3 separate regions of the Mus musculus genome follow, and all the other regions are linked to region 1. The links are chromatin contacts, called in public Hi-C and HiChIP or PLAC-seq maps. All regions are on one chromosome and are shown on one strand. Each heading gives the region's core, a stretch centred on a gene start, on an enhancer-like site or on the middle of the called end of the contact. The rest is flanking DNA. Distances are from core to core; before and after follow the strand shown. Region 1 holds the start of Mixl1 (Mix1 homeobox-like 1 (Xenopus laevis)). Region 2 overlaps Psen2 (presenilin 2). Region 3 overlaps Itpkb (inositol 1,4,5-trisphosphate 3-kinase B).

Region 1 (4,957 bases), core at 1,700-4,199:
AAAAAAAAAAAAAAAAAAAGCAGCATCCAGTTATGGTGGCAAATAAAGCTAGGAGGACAGGAGTTTGAGGCATCTTTCCTTCCTTACACAGCAAGGTCAAGAACAAAACAAAAAGACTCAGTGAAAAAGAGTAATGAGTCTTGGTGATGAGTCCAGAGTACAGGATGTGGGATAGAGTGTGTGAACCCACTTACAACTAGGACTACAAGAAGACAGCAGCTGCCGAGAAAGTGGGGAAACTGAGTCAAGCCGAAGGTTCTTATGAAGAAAACAAGTTCTGAACAATCAGTCTGAAAAATAGGAATAACCCTAGTAAGAAGGCCCAGGGGATGCGGACCAAATTATAATGTGCAGTCTTGGAGAGTCACGGTGACTTTTCGGTGGCTACCGAGAACAAGCCAGCAGTAAAGGCTCAGTGTCAGAGAAGGGAACCAAAATGTGAGAGATGATCCAGAACCGAGGCCATGGCCAGTCAGGAGATCAGCTCCAATCTCCCAGATCTCCCTGAGTGCATCCTCAACGCTCCCAGAATCCTCAGAAGTTACCTAAGGCAGAAAAGATGTGCTCCTCCCAGGAGTCCAACTTTGAGCCAATATCTTCAGAGAGAGACGAATACGTTTCAAAACTCTGAGAACCAGATGTGCAGACGCCTCCTCCAGTCATGCTGGGATCCGGAACGTGGTTCACATCTGCCTCCAGGGGCAGCTGAGGCTTCAAACACCTAGCTTCAGTCCCAGGAGCAGGGCAATGGAGGAAAACTCCCCGCCTTGAGGATAAGGGCTGAAATGACTTCCCACTCTGGCGCCTGGACTTGGCCCGTCGGTTCTGGAACCACACCTGGGGGACAAGAGGAGAAAAAAACTGTTCAGCTGCTTCCGGTTGGGGTTTTTATTGTTAGTTTGTTTGGGGGTTTGCTTGAGATAGCTTCTCTAGCCAGTGCTGACCTCAACCTCGGGTTGTAGCCAAGGAGAACCTTGACCTTGAATTTATGATTCTCCTTCCTCCACTCCAGAGCTGGGGTTACAGGCTGCACCACCACGAGTGGTTTGCGTGGTACCTGAGGATGGAACCCAGGGTTTCGTGCATGCTAGGCAAGCACTCTACCGATAAAACTGCATATTAGCCTTGACTCTCTGCTCAAAGTCTGGGGCTTACAGAAAGCACTTGAACCAATGGTTTGATGTTCAGAGCTCCAAACCTTCTCAGTCATCATTCTCAGATGCAAAGCTGGAATGCTGTCTGGTTCTGTCTACACTTGCTATACTTGGTTGTTTGTCTGCTTTTCATTTTACACATTAAAAAAAAAAAGAAAGAAAGAAAGCCGGGCGTGGTGGCGCACGCCTTTAATCCCAGCACTCGGGAGGCAGAGGCAGGCGGATTTCTGAGTTCGAGGCCAGCCTGGTCTACAAAGTGAGTTCCAGGACAGCCAGGGCTATACAGAGAAACCCTGTCTCGAAAAACCAAAAAAAAAAAAAAAAAAAAAAAGACGGTCTCAGCCTGGTGGTGGTAGCATACCCCTTCAATCCCAGTAGGTATTTTTCCTCCGTGAAGCTCGTTTCTGTGTGTAAATGTCTTTACTATTTCCCCACAAACGTGTTCTGCATAGGAAGCCCAGGGTGACAACTGCTGAAAGTGACAGTTGAAGCCAGGAGATAGTGGCACACCCCCTTAATCCTAGACAAAGGAGGCACATCTTTGATTTCAAGGCCAGCCTGGTCTCCAGAGCAAATTCCCGGACAGCCAGGGCTACCCAGAGAAACCCTGACTGGAGGGGGTAAAAAAGTGACAGTTGAGTAGTCACCCTAAGTCCAGGAAAAAAATAAACACTAAATGTCCACCCTCCTGAGGCAAGCGTCTAAACTGGGTGTTGGGGAACCTACCTGTAATCCAAGCACCCAGGAAGCTGAGGCAGAAGGATTGTGAATTGAAGTCCAGCTTGGACTACGCAGCATGAACTTGTCTCAGTCACACACACACACACACACACACACACACACACACACACACACACACACAGAGAGAGAGAGAGAGAGAGAGAGAGAGAGAGAGAGAGAGAGAGAGCAAGAGAGAGAGAGAGAGGCTTCTCCCTATCATCTCCAAAACTCTGATCTAAATGATCGACCTCAGACAATAAACTCACTTTGCAATATTTTTTCAAAGTGACAAGAAGTTCTTGCTTGTTTTGAAGGTGATCCAACCCTGCTCTGCTACTTAGAATCAAAGCCAGAGGAAGGCTTGTCTCTCTCTCTCTGTCTCTCTGTCTGTCTCTCTGTCTCTGTCTCTCTCTCTCTCCTTACTGGACGCTGGGAAAGAGTGCAATGACTACCTTCCTGCTGGGACCTTTCAATGGGTCCGCAAGCCCCTTAGCTGCCCAGATCAATCACATGGTAACGCGGCCTTAACTGACATCCCAGTTTGCAGTCTAGAACCATGAGGTTCAAAGAGAGTAACTTTTCCCCCACAGAATAAATGGCCCAACAAGCCTGTGACTTCCCAGCACCTCCACTGGAACGCGCAGCTGCGACCGCGACTCACCTGGATCCTGGACTCGGGTAGCAGCGTGAGCGCAGCCAGGCGCTCCCGCAAGTGGATGTCTGGGTACATGGTCTGTCGGAAGACGAGCTCCAGCAACTGCAGCTGCTCCGAGCTGAACGACGTGCGCTTGCGGCGCTGTGGCGCCGACGGGGCGGCCGAGCCTTTGGAGGGTCCGGGCGGATCCAGGCCGGCGGGGGTCTGCGCTGTGGGACTGGAGTCGCGGTTTGGAAAGCACTGCGTGGCTGCTGGGGCGCGAGAGTCGTGGGGCGCCGCGGGCAGCCCAGAGGCTGGGCGCATGGCTGGGAGCAGCTGCCCTCCGGGATGCGCGGCGGGGAAGATGGGGAAAGCGGCGCCTTCTGCGAACTGGAGCTGCTGGGACCCTGCTGCGGCCATGACTCCCGGACGCTTCCCTGTACCCCCGCGCGCCTGCAGTTATAGCGGCCCGGAGCCGGGGAGGGGGCGGCGGCGCCATCAAAGGCGTGGGTGCAGGGAAGCCGCGTCTCGTCTCCTCGGGGTGCGAGCCCGCCCCAGCCCCGCCAGACGCCGCGGGAATAATCGCTTCCGCTGACCCGGGGACGGAATGAGGGAGGCGCGAACTTGAGTCCGGGCCGCTCCGTCCCTTCTCCGCCCATCCGCCAGCCAGTCCAACCACCAATCCACATACCTCGAACCGCTTTGCCCCGGTGGGGTCGCCCCAAGTGCAGGCCGGACTTGGACAGAACCCCCTCTTCTGGGCCAGAAGACCTCTCAAGAGCGCCTGAATCTCTTGGGGGCTTGGTTCGTAGGTCCCCCGCGCTGTGCCTGGCCCGCTGTCCGCCTGTCACCATCAAAGGCGCTATTTACCACCCCTGCTATGTGCTAGACCTTACTCCAGGTTGGTTAAACAGCCTAGCCCTGCCCTCGGCAAACCACCCTGACACATCCTGAATCCAAGGGGGGGTGAAGATAAAGAGATCTCAAAGGGGACAGGCACACATCCTGAACAGTGACGCTGCTCCTGCCTAGAGTATCTGTGACCTGTCAACAAGAATGCTGTAAATTGGACGGGCTGAAGTTGTACGGGGTTAGCGCTCCTAAAGAATCCCAACAGTGCTCAGAACCCGAGAAGTTTCTGCTCCCTCTGATGCCACTCCTTGAAGTTTCTGCTCCCTCTGATGCCATTACTATTTCCTTTGTCCCCTGGGGTTCATTTGAGGTTCCTGGTTTGTTTTATGCGGATTTGTAGTTTAGTTGTGACTTCTATATCTGCTTCCCCTAGTGCACACATGCATTCATTTATTCATATAAGTCTCTCCCCACCTCCTTACCCTCTGGTCCTGAGAATAGGACCCAGTGACTGGAAAATCCTAAGCAAGACCCTCAGGGAACATCTGTTGAGACAGAAGCCAAGTTGCTTCATAGAGAAATCAGAGGCATGCAGCACTATAGCAGAAGGGTGCAGAGGCAGGCAGGGCAAGGAGCACGGCTTGCAAGGCCTCAAAGGGGCTCCCTGCAGAGGAAGGGGTATTCCACAGCCCAGCCCAGGACCTGTTCCTGCAACGTCTTCAATGCTAATGGGAAGTATCATAGGAGAAAGTATATGTGCTGGCCATGAGTGCATCCTGTCTACTAATACGCATGTGAGCCCCCAAAGAAGCCAAAAGAGGGAAGTGGGTTGTAAGCTGCCTGACACAGTGCTGGGAAGTAATGGGTTGTAAGCCACCTGATACAGTGCTGAGAACTGACCCTCTGGAAGAGCAGCAAGTGGCCATATCTTTACTATGGGCAATTATCCCAAGTGTCAAAGCACAGAGTGATCGGCAAGTTCTAGGCTTGACCTGTCCACCAGCTGGGGAGTCGTGGGAAGTGTCCTGGCCTCCTGCTTTATGCGGATGCTAAGACTCCCCAGGCCTGCTTTTCCATCTGATCCCTTCCCCTCAAACACACACACACACACACACACACACACACACACACACACACACACCTCCAACCCCTCTCCCTTTCTTTCTTCTTCTATTTCTTTGACAGTTTTTCAGTTTCACAGTGTATGGAATGGAAAAATCAGAATTTGATTTTTCTATGCTTTTATTTTTCTACTCCTACCCCGTACATATATCAGGGTCTCGTGTATACCAGGCTAGCCTCACACTCTCTATGTAGCCAAGGATGGACTTCCAGGATGCAAAGCTCTCTTTACAGACATTCCACACAATGCCTGATTTTATGCAATGCTGGGGCTCAAACAAGGCCTTGTAAATGCTGGACAAGCACTGGAAGGGCTATGCTACATCTTCTGCCATTTGTTCATCAATTCAGAGACTGGGTCTCACGAGATAGCCCAGGCTGGCCTTGAACTTGAGATCTACCTGTCTCAGCCTCTTGAACATGAAAGTTCACACCTACTTTTATTCTTCTCTTTTTTTCTGTGATGCTGAGGCTC
Region 2 (4,957 bases), core at 1,210-3,709, 470 kb before region 1:
GTGGCAGGGAGAGACAAAGGCTGGTCAGATGGTACAAAAATCCAGAAGATTCGCCAGGTCCCTCCCATGTCAAGGCTCCCCGGAACTGCCCACCACCAACATCCAGCAAAACTGAGGTGGGAAACTAAGGCTCGGGAGGGGCAATCTACCCCTCACTCCCTCTCTGAGACAGGTGTCAGAGTCTGGCCGTCAGGCAGTGCCACTCTGCCATGCTGAACCTTAATTCACAGAGGGACCTGCCAAGCAAGGTGCAGTCAAGGCGTTCCCTGGACATGGCTGTGAACCCCATACTCACCCATCTCTGGGTCATAGGGGAGCTGCAGCGCTCCTTGAGAGGAGGGGTCCAGCTTTGCCATGCCCACCGTCCACACCATGGCAGCTACAGGAAGAGCAAAGGGACACAATGCCTCAGGTAGTACTGACCTGGAGGAAGTGGAGCCGGGCTATCTATGTCCCCAGAAAGCCTGCAGAGCACCTCTGTCCCGAGGCTGTGCTCAGGCTTGGCTGATCGAGGCTGGGGGTCAGGGGGAGGGGAGGGTGAAGTTCAGGGACACTGGCTAGGTGGGGACTGACATTTCACCTTTGTCCTTTTGCAATCCTCTCAAGCAACACTGGCAATAATGGTGCTCAGTGAGCGGCTTGGTGAACTGCATCTTTAAAAACGTGTCTTATTTTTCAGGCTTCAGTTTATTACAAAAAGGGAGGCGTGGAAATTGTTTACATGATGAAATAGCTCTTGTGGCACCATTTCAACAGTAATTTCGGTCTGCTCACTGTCCAGGAACGTCACTGCCTCCAAGTAAGAAATAATCTTTGTCGTCTAGAACTACTTTGGTGTCTCCGTGTTCTAGGAGACAAACCTGTCTCCAGCTTTCACACTGACCGGTTGAACCCCTCCACCCTTCCTTTAGAGCCCTGTCTACTACTACTATAACTACTACTCTTGCTTGCCAAATTCTTTCATGGGATTTTTCTGAACTTAAAATGCTGCCTTTGGTTACAGTTACAGCTGCCCTCCTTCAATCAAGACTGTCAAAAGGCAGAAGAAACCTAAAAGCCTGTCTGTCCTCAGGCCACTGCAGCTAGAACCTAGATTGTCTTTAAAAGGAAGTGCAACATAAAAATGTAACCATAGGGGTTAGAGAGAGGGCTGTGGTTAAAAACCGCTTGAAGAGGTCCTGGGTTCACTTCCCAGCACCCACATGGCAGCTCACAAGAGTCTGTAACTTCAATTCAACGGGAATCCAATGCCCTCTTGTGGCCTCCATGGGTACTGCAGGCAAACTAACATTTGCAGGGCAAATCTTTTCAAAACAAGTTTTTAAAAATTCAGTCCTTGGAGGAGATGAAGGGGTTTGCAACCCCATAGGAAGAACAACAATGTCAACTAACCAGACCCCCCCCCAGAGCTCCCAGGGACTAAACTACCAACCAAGAGTACACATGAAGGGACCTATGGGCTCCAGCTGCATATGTAGCAGAGGATGGCCTTATCTGACATCAGTGGGAGGAGAAGCTCTTGGCTCTGTGGAAGCTCAATGCCCCAGCATAGGGGGATGCTAGAGCAGTGAGGCGGGAGTGGGTGGGTGGGTAGGGAGCACCCTCATAGAGGCAAGGGGAGGTGGGATGGAATGGTGGGGTTTGAGGAGGGGAAACCGGGAAGGGGGGCATTTGAAATGTAAATTAATAAAACAACCAATTTTTTAAAAAAAGGAAATGATTTTCAGTCCTGAGGCTGAAGAGCTGGCTCGGTGGCTGAGAGCACTTGCTGCTCAATCATGAGAAGCAGGGCTCACACTCCTGTGCCCTTTAACAAGCCAGTGGCCCTGTAAATGCCTCTCATACTAGCTCTGAGGGAGCGGATGTCTTCCTTCTGGCCTCTGTACATGGGGTGTATGCATGATCGTATGCTCATACAGACACGTATGCACACCCAAACTAAACACTTTTAAATGCAGTGCCTGCATCCCTGTGTATTCAGATCTGCGAAAAAAAACCCAGCTCTAAACCTTACAAGATGGGAATCCAAGCTCACTGATGGTCCCTCCCTGCCTCGGCCACTGTATCAAGCACCCACTCTATTTTACGTCTGTGACTTTGCCTCCTCTTGCTGCCTCCTTAATCACACCATGCCTGTCCTTTTGTCGATAGCTCAATTCACTTATCCCAGGGTCCTCAAGGCTCGCCCATATCACGTGGGTCAGAGTTTCCTTCTTTTGTAAGGGGAAATGATACTCTGTTGTATGGAATTACCATATTTCAGTCATCCACTGACACTTGGAGCTTTGAATTCCTGTGAATGAAACTGATACAGACACAATGTGCACATGCTTGTTTGAACTCTGCCTGCTTTGATCCTCTTGGGTATATGGGCACAATGGAACAACTCACTGAACTGTCTCTCTCCAGCTTAGCCTCTCTTCAGAGTTTATTACTTCCTGTTTCCAGTTCCCTGCTGAGATTTCCACACTCCACAAAATCCAAAGCCCAGGCTTAATATCGCCCCCCCCCACATACCCACACCCACACAGCATCCCTGGCTCACCAGCCTGGCCCCTTCTCTGCAAAAGGCAATATGTCTTCCTTGTTCCTCGGATACAAAGCACTGCCATTAACCTTGGCTCCGTCTTACAACCCCAGCAAGTCTTGCTTGCAAACTGCCCCAGAATTCACGGCACCCCACAGTCTCCACTGGGCCCTTCCTGGGTTGTTTCTCCGTGTCCAAACCGGCTCTGGATTGTGCTGCTGTCCCAGTCTTTCAGGGGCTTACATTTCCTTCAGGAAGATGGGCCATTGTGTCACACTGTGGTCTGCAGGGCTCATACTGTCCAGACCTTCCCCTCCTACCTTTCCTGTCTGCTCTAGTCGCACTGGACTCTCTCCCTGAGCACACCTAGCCCCAGCCCACGCCCAAGCCTACCTCGGGGTCTTTGTACCAGCTGCCTCCCTTTCCTCACCCGCTGGCCTCCAGATTTGTACCTAATGCTAACCCCTACATAAGAAGTCAGGTTTTTCTGGTCAAGTGTGAGCTATGAATGAGGTCTGCTTGGCCATCTTTTGCAAAACTTGGCTGTGAAGTCCTTGACCTCTAGCCCTCCCTTGTCTTCAACAGAGCACCTGCCACCTTCTGTAAAATACCTACTTACATCCATCTACTTCCTTAGTTTACCTCCATCCTCCATCCAAGAATGAATTCTCTATGGATACAAACCTCCTTTGCACATAAGGAAACGCCCAGCCTCAGGCACTCAGACTGACCAGAGCCATCTGCCCCTTATCCTTAGAACATTTCTGGGACATGCTTTCAAGCCAAGGGGCATGCTGCAGGCAATTCTCCACTCTAAGCTTCATTCATCGTCTATTGGGATTACCCGGCTCAGCAGCGGGCTTCCAGGGTACCCGAGGCACCAGAACCCCAGAATCACAGGCTCTATACTCAGATAGCGGCCACTGCTACCACAGGGAGTGAACATCACTGGTGAACTCACATAACCATGCCTCCTGTGAGACCTCTATGCCACACACAGGAGCTACGGGTAAGTAGGAACATCTGTCAAATACATGTATAATCCCACATCCCTCTGACATGACCCAAGGCCAGGGCCAATCCCTGTGCCTTCTCTTTAGAAATGACTAACGTCCACTCTAAGCCACTGTCCATGAACCCCAGAGGGAAGTGGGGGGCCCTGCCCTCCAAAGCCTGCAGGGCTGAGTGGTGGCTACAAGCCTCTGAAGGTGGCATGTTCATGCGATGTGGTCTATAGCCAATGCAGACTGCCAGATGGTGGACAGAATATAGCCACGGGACTGTCCACACCCCTCTAGTATCCCACCTCCAACCCTGATTTCCCAATCTTCTTTCTGAGTGAGATCCAGCCCACCATGGTCTCCAGAGGTGGAACCCTCCTGCAGGTGGCGACCTCAGTGTTATGATAAGACCCTCATCTTTGGTTAAGATAGAATATATAACCTGTCAGATATCAAAACCACGGCCCACTTCCACGCCTCCACGAAAGGCCACCTGCTGACCCCCCAGTGTCTGGCAGAGGCATGGGACCACTCACATGAGTATATCAGGGCAGGAAATATGGGCTCATTTCTCTCCTGGGCAGTTTCCACCAGCATCCTCAGTGGCCCTTTGGGGCACAGCACGGCCACGAGATCTGGGAAAACAGAGACATCCTTGTTATATTCAAGGGGCCCTTTATTCCCAAGCAGCACAGAGAACCACCCCTCCATCACCAGGAACCTAAGTGAACTCTGGGCCACCATGCTGCTGGACTTGGGTCCCAAGGCCACTTATCCAGTTTGCATTGATGGAGCCGAAGCAGGTAGCTGCAGAGTGGATAGAGCGAGGTACTGAGACCCAGAAGACAGGCTCGGAAGTCTTTCTTCCCGAAGCCTCAGATTTCTCATCCTTAAAATGGGAGTTGCAGCCCTGGCCATGGCGCTCATGCTACCTCAGCAGCAGCTAGCAGTGAAGGTGGTGACAGACAGCGTCACGGGGCACCCAAGCCCGCCCTGAGGAATCAGGGGCTCAGTTTGCAGGCTGCTTGATGAGCGGCAAATGTGGGCAGTGGGAGTGGTCACTTGGGGTATGTGCTTCAAGTATCACAGAAGAAGGAAGGAAGGTTTTCATTCTTAGGACAGGAGGGGAATGTCCTGTGTGCCTTCCCACTTGTTATCATGTGAATGTGAAATGTCCCCTAAAGACTCAGGATGGTTTGTATATACTCGGCCCAGGGAGTGGCACTATTAGAAGATGTGGCCCTGCTGGAGTAGGTATGACCTTGTTGGAGTAGGTGTGTCACTGTGGGCGTGGGCTTTAAGATCCTTGTCCTAACTGCCTGGAAGCCAGTATCTGCTAGCAGCCTTCAGATGAAGATGTAGAACTCTCAGCTCCTCCTGCACCATGCCTACCTGCACGCTGCCATGCTCCTGCCTTGATGATAATGGA
Region 3 (4,957 bases), core at 1,760-4,259, 280 kb before region 1:
AGATCTGACACTAGGGTACAGCTAAGAGTGGAGCTACAGAGGCCCCTGCAGCAGGTAGAAGATAGGCCTGAGGTGATTCCAGACCTTGCCAGGAGCTCCAAGCCTATGCTAAGCTCCACAGTCTGGAGGGCCAGAGAGCCTCAGGCAGAAGTGGACACCATCCCTACCTTTTGGCTGTCCACCTTTCAGGCTTCCAGCATGGCATGACGAGCCCAGAGAACCTAATTTTGGCTGCAGACATGCACACTAGACAGTGGACTGAGCTCAGAGCTGGTGCCTAAATCTGACTTGAATAGCCTGACTGAGCTATTTCTTCAGCACATGGGCAGGTGCATATGAGTGTGTGTTTTTATGCATGCGTGTGCATGTGGAGGCTAGAGGTTTGTTCAGTTCCTCTGGAACTGACGAACTTGTTTTATTAAAACATCATTCATGGCTGGAGAGATGGCTCGGTGGTTAAGAGCACTAGCTGTTCTTCCAGAGAACCCAGGTTCAATTCCCAGCACTCACGTGGCGGCTCACAACTGTCTGTAACTCCAGCTCCAGAGGATATGATACCTTCACACAGACATACATGCAGGCAAAACACCAATGCACATAAAGTAGAAATAAATAAATCTTTTTTTTAAGACCTCAGCTTCTCTGATTAGGGGGCTGGGTGGCCATGCAGCCTCAGGTCTCCACCCGCCTAGTGCTCGGAGGACAGGCACACACCACCATGTTCTATGATAGTGTGGTCCTCAAGTCTGTGCCAAGCACTTTACCAACTGAGCTATCTCCCCTGTCCCTCGCATATAGTGTCTTTTATATGAAGATGGCAAGGAGGAAGGGAGAGCCCAGTGTACTCGGATTACACCAATCATCTTCCTTCTTTCCTTCTCATCCCTCCTAGGAGTTCTGTGTCCATATCAGCCCCTGGCAACTGGCCAAGACCAGTCCCCTTGCTCTTATCCCGAGAGTAGGGATGGATGGGGTCATGGAGCAATACAGGGCCTGCTATTGGCTCCTCTCCACCACTCGCCACCTCCTCCTAGTTCCAAGGCCCTGGATGTCTTGGCTCCCAGGGAGAAAGCAGAATGTCCCTGTAACTACCATACAGCCTTGGATCTCTGGATATCTTATTTTTGTCTCTAGAAAATTCTTTCCACAATGCACTAGAATATGCCCACTCAAGCAGAGGCCCTGCCCTTCCTCCCAACATTAGGAAGACGGGGACTCAGTCTGCCTGCAGGAGAAGGAGGTGGGCACAAGCATAGCCCCACTAGGCATTCTTGCAGGTGCCCAGACCAGTGCAATTACACAAAGTCAGCTCTGCCTTGCCTCCAGCCTTGTGTGCTCCCTAGAAAGATGCAGGAATGGGGCACCCACTCCCCTCTCTTCTAGCTTAATACCTTTTCTCTCTTTGTACCTCAGAGCTCTCCTATCCAAGAGGGCTTAAGTAACCCCATCCCTGGTGGAGTTAGGGAAGAGGAGACCACCCCAAAAGCATCACTCACAGCCCTTATTTCCCCACACACAGTCCCTAAGGGCCTCCTTAACTCTGAGTACTTCTACTACATGCTTCAACTGTATTGTCCCTGTGTGTCCCAGGGCCAGCCACACCACAAGGGTAGCCTGTGCTACCATTTGAGCGGGAGTCTCCAGGGATGCCTTCCCACGTAGCAACATAGTACAATGTACCCAGGCCTCTGCACTGCACACCAGGACCTCAACCGTGGCCTGCCCTCCATGGAGACGCCAAATACAGTAGCACAGAAACATAGCCCTCTGTGCCTGCACCAAGATAAGTAGGTCATGGCTGTCCCTGCCGTGGAAAGAGGCTAGGACACGGATCCTTGTCAAACACCAAGTCAGGGCATGAATGAGGCAGAGGCTTACAAAAATGGTGAGAAGGCTCGTCAGCAGAGCCAGCCTTAGCCATGGTGTGTATGGGTCCTGAGGGAAGGCACGGAGACCTGGACGCATCTTAAATCAGGGTGTTTCTAGGACCTGGAACCTGCCTCCAGGAGAGTGGTGCTCACACTGCACCCTCGGGCTTACAACTTCCCACTGGATGTGAGTGTATCTTCTGTCATCCAGACCTAGAGCTGGTTTCCAGCCCCCAGCCCCTGGGGAAGCTGCTCTGGCCCTGACCTGACACCTGTTGGCCTTGCATGGACTCACCGCCTCCCTTTCTTTGTTTGAGTCAGCCTCTCCCCCAGAGTCCAGCCATGGGAGCACCTCTCTGCTACCCCAAGTTAATTCTCTGTGCTCCAGAAGTTGATGCGCAGGTCTCCCTCCCCCTATAAGAGGATCCCGGGCTTCCCTCTGCAGTAACAAGTTTCACTGGTTCCTATAATAGACCTGTTTCCTAGCTAGTATCCATTGAGAACATCTCTTCCAAGCCCCATTCTGTGCCAGAGGAACAAGCGACTCTGTCTAGCTGGAGCTGTGGGGACCCCCTTTGAAGAAGGGTCCATGGGATCAGAGCTGTGGTGTTGGTGTCCACTTCCTGTTTAAGGAGCTACTGAGAACTCTTTGTAGAAGTTAGCCTGCTTTGCAGACCTGTTTTGCACCCTTATGCGTGTTAGGAATGAATTCCTCCCCCTCTCCCCCATGGCACATGGGTCGACTGACAACTTGGTATCTGAATGCACAGTGTGGTGTGCTGTGTGCATGAGTGCACGGAATGTGTGTGTGTACAAGCACCCAACCAGAAGCTAATGCACCCTCCCCTTATGGCCTTCCTAAACAACCAAGACATGTTTATACACACAGACCCCAGGTAATTCGGAGTTTCCTTTCAGTGTAATACCAGTGGGTACAGGTTTCTGAAATTGTCTCCTTTGTAAGATGGAGATTTGTGTTCTGTCTGTTATGAGACCCAGAATGGCAGAATGGAAGATTGTGGTGGAGAGATGACTTGTGGGGGAAGGGGAGAAGAGTGGACAGGAGAGAAGGGAGGGTGCTCTGAGGGCAGCTTACACCCACGCAGGCCACAGGGGGCCCACTTCCCCATCCTGCAGCGAACTGCTGACTGCTGCCTCATGAGGGCCCTGGTCAGCTTGCACTTGGGTGGAAGAGCTCTTGTAGGGGAGAAAGGCTAGGGTGAGTCATTTCCAGTTGGAGGAGGTGGTGGGAGTTTTCAGAGGGGAGTTGGAGGCTAGTGTTAGGACCAGAATTGGTCCCCAGAGTTCTGGGCCAATGACTCCACCCCCAGCTGCTCTGAGCCTGGCTTGTCTCTGCCTGTCACCTCTCCTAAGGGCTTAGTGCCCTCACCTGGTCAGCCTGCAGATTCTACTGTGCAAAGGGGGGGGGGGGGGGATGGACATGCTTTAGTCTTCCTGGGATCAGAGGCTCTGTGACCTGTTATGGTGGAGACCGTAAGAGTGCCAGTCTAATCTCTGAAACATTACTGGGCTACAGAGCCCACTTTTATTCTGACCTTGGTGCTTCCAAGAACCTTGTTGCAAAAAGCCAGAGATGCAGCCCTGCGTCATGCTGCATGAGGACAGGGAGACAGACTGGAAGGACAGAATATGCTCTCCAGGCTGCCAGGGTACAACAGAGTTCCAAGGGGAACCCTGCCCTCTGTCTCTCTTCCACAAACTGACCACTGTCCCGCCATCTTTCTTCTCTTGCTGACCCTAGAAAAGCTTCCTTGTGGGCAGTTCTGAGTTTATCAGGCCTTCATAGTCATCCAGCATCAAGGTGCTCTGGGCCTGGGTGGTACATGGCTTTCCTAATGAATTCATCCCATCCTAGATGTCACTCTATTGTGCACTGTCCTGAGTCAAAGCACAGCCAACTCAGGGCCTTCATCCATCAGACGTGACTCCAGGGAGTTGTGGCCCAATCCTGGACTCATGTCCTTCACCTCCCATACAGGACATACCTGGAGGAAGAACTCACCAAGGCCCGGAAGAAGCCTAGCTTGCGGAAGGACATGTACCAGAAGATGGTCGAGGTGGACCCTGAGGCCCCCACTGAAGAGGAGAAAGCCCAGCGAGCTGTGACCAAGCCACGTTACATGCAGTGGCGGGAAACCATCAGTTCGACAGCCACCCTAGGCTTCAGGATCGAAGGCATCAAGGTGAGATTTGTAAGGCATTGCCTGAGGCTGCTGAGGTCCCGTGGTTCTCAGTGATGAAGGCCTTGGGAGACTGGAATCTATAAGCCTCGCCCTACAGGCCTAAGTATGGACAGCCAGCCTCAGGGGTGTTGGCCCATTCGGCAGCCTGGGGTACTGGTGGTCTGGCTGTAGCAGGCCATCAGACCTGGGGGCTGGGGTGGCTTGTTTGTACAGCTGTACAGAGGCCCTGAAGAGAAGCCAGCTTATAGACTTGCCACAGGGAAAATGTTGACTCATGCTAGTGAGGTGCAGGTAAGGGGAGCGTGTAGCGGCCTGGGATCACCTTGGGAGCCTCATCCTTCATCCTTTCCTCTTGGATACCCTGAGGAAGACCTCAGAAGACTGTCCTTGTCCCTTTGTTCCAGTCCAGGTCCCTAGCTACTAGAATTGCAAGACGCAGCTAGGAACAGAGAAAGGGGATACACGGTTCTCATCGTCTCAGGTGGTCATTCCTTCAGGGAAGGTGGCAGTCACTCAGGGGCCCTGCTCCTTCCTTTTGTTGCCCAGGCTTGGTCTGCCTGGCCTGCTCTCCAGCATGGAGTTGGGTTGGGTAGCTGAAGTAAGGGGAAGCTCTGGTAGTCATCTCTCACACAGTGTGTAGATGTGATCACCAGTGTCTCACGGGCTTCTAGAGCTGGGGACTAAGAAAGCCACTTGTCCTCCTTGTCTTCAAAAACCAGCCTTCCCTCCTGGCAATATTCAGCTCTCAGGCTGGATTCAAATTATATACATGCATGCTCTCCATCCCTTGTCTATCTGAACTGCATGTCCTGGCATCTCTCACCCAGGCACGACATGCTCCCAGTCTCTGGTCTCTGCACCATACAGCCAACAGCATCCACTGGC

Evidence for each region. A called contact is a pair of places that touch in the nucleus more often than the background predicts. HiChIP or PLAC-seq counts read pairs in DNA pulled down with a chosen protein or histone mark.
Region 2: a Hi-C map of bone marrow-derived macrophages shows a contact between it and region 1, with 15 read pairs. The contact joins the enhancer-like site here to the promoter of Mixl1 in region 1. A contact is called at or near these places in 2 of 39 promoter capture datasets (the C10 cell line and pre-B cells), 1 of 484 Hi-C or Micro-C datasets (bone marrow-derived macrophages) and 2 of 9 other capture datasets (embryonic stem cells and liver).
Region 3: an H3K4me3 HiChIP or PLAC-seq map of bone marrow-derived macrophages shows a contact between it and region 1, with 2.4 times the contacts expected there. The contact joins the enhancer-like site here to the promoter of Mixl1 in region 1. A contact is called at or near these places in 2 of 39 promoter capture datasets (the HPC-7 cell line and embryonic stem cells) and 6 of 115 datasets of contacts at active chromatin or transcription factors (the HPC-7 cell line, bone marrow-derived macrophages, embryonic basal ganglia and 2 more).

Annotation. Positions count from the first base shown.
Region 1 is chr1:180,694,085-180,699,041 of GRCm38.p6, forward strand. It overlaps Mixl1 (Mix1 homeobox-like 1 (Xenopus laevis)), which reads right to left and starts at 2,950. Exons shown (of 2, transcript NM_013729.3): 1 at 2,536-2,950; 2 at 1-837. The coding sequence starts at 2,928. The coding sequence ends at 535.
Region 2 is chr1:180,229,547-180,234,503 of GRCm38.p6, forward strand. Psen2 (presenilin 2) reads right to left here. Exons shown (of 11, transcript NM_001128605.1): 7 at 4,065-4,163; 8 at 296-379. Among named protein-coding and RNA genes, the nearest start is that of Gm37336, 9.6 kb to the left of the region's middle. Within about 2 kb of position 2,460, at least 9 of the 459 cell types and tissues checked have an H3K27ac peak or open chromatin away from gene starts, as enhancers often do. A contact at or near this core is called in bone marrow-derived macrophages, where this site is marked.
Region 3 is chr1:180,414,287-180,419,243 of GRCm38.p6, forward strand. Itpkb (inositol 1,4,5-trisphosphate 3-kinase B) reads left to right here. Exons shown (of 8, transcript NM_001081175.1): 5 at 3,868-4,072. Among named protein-coding and RNA genes, the nearest start is that of Gm39712, 8.4 kb to the left of the region's middle. Within about 2 kb of position 3,010, at least 19 of the 459 cell types and tissues checked have an H3K27ac peak or open chromatin away from gene starts, as enhancers often do. A contact at or near this core is called in the HPC-7 cell line and bone marrow-derived macrophages, where this site is marked.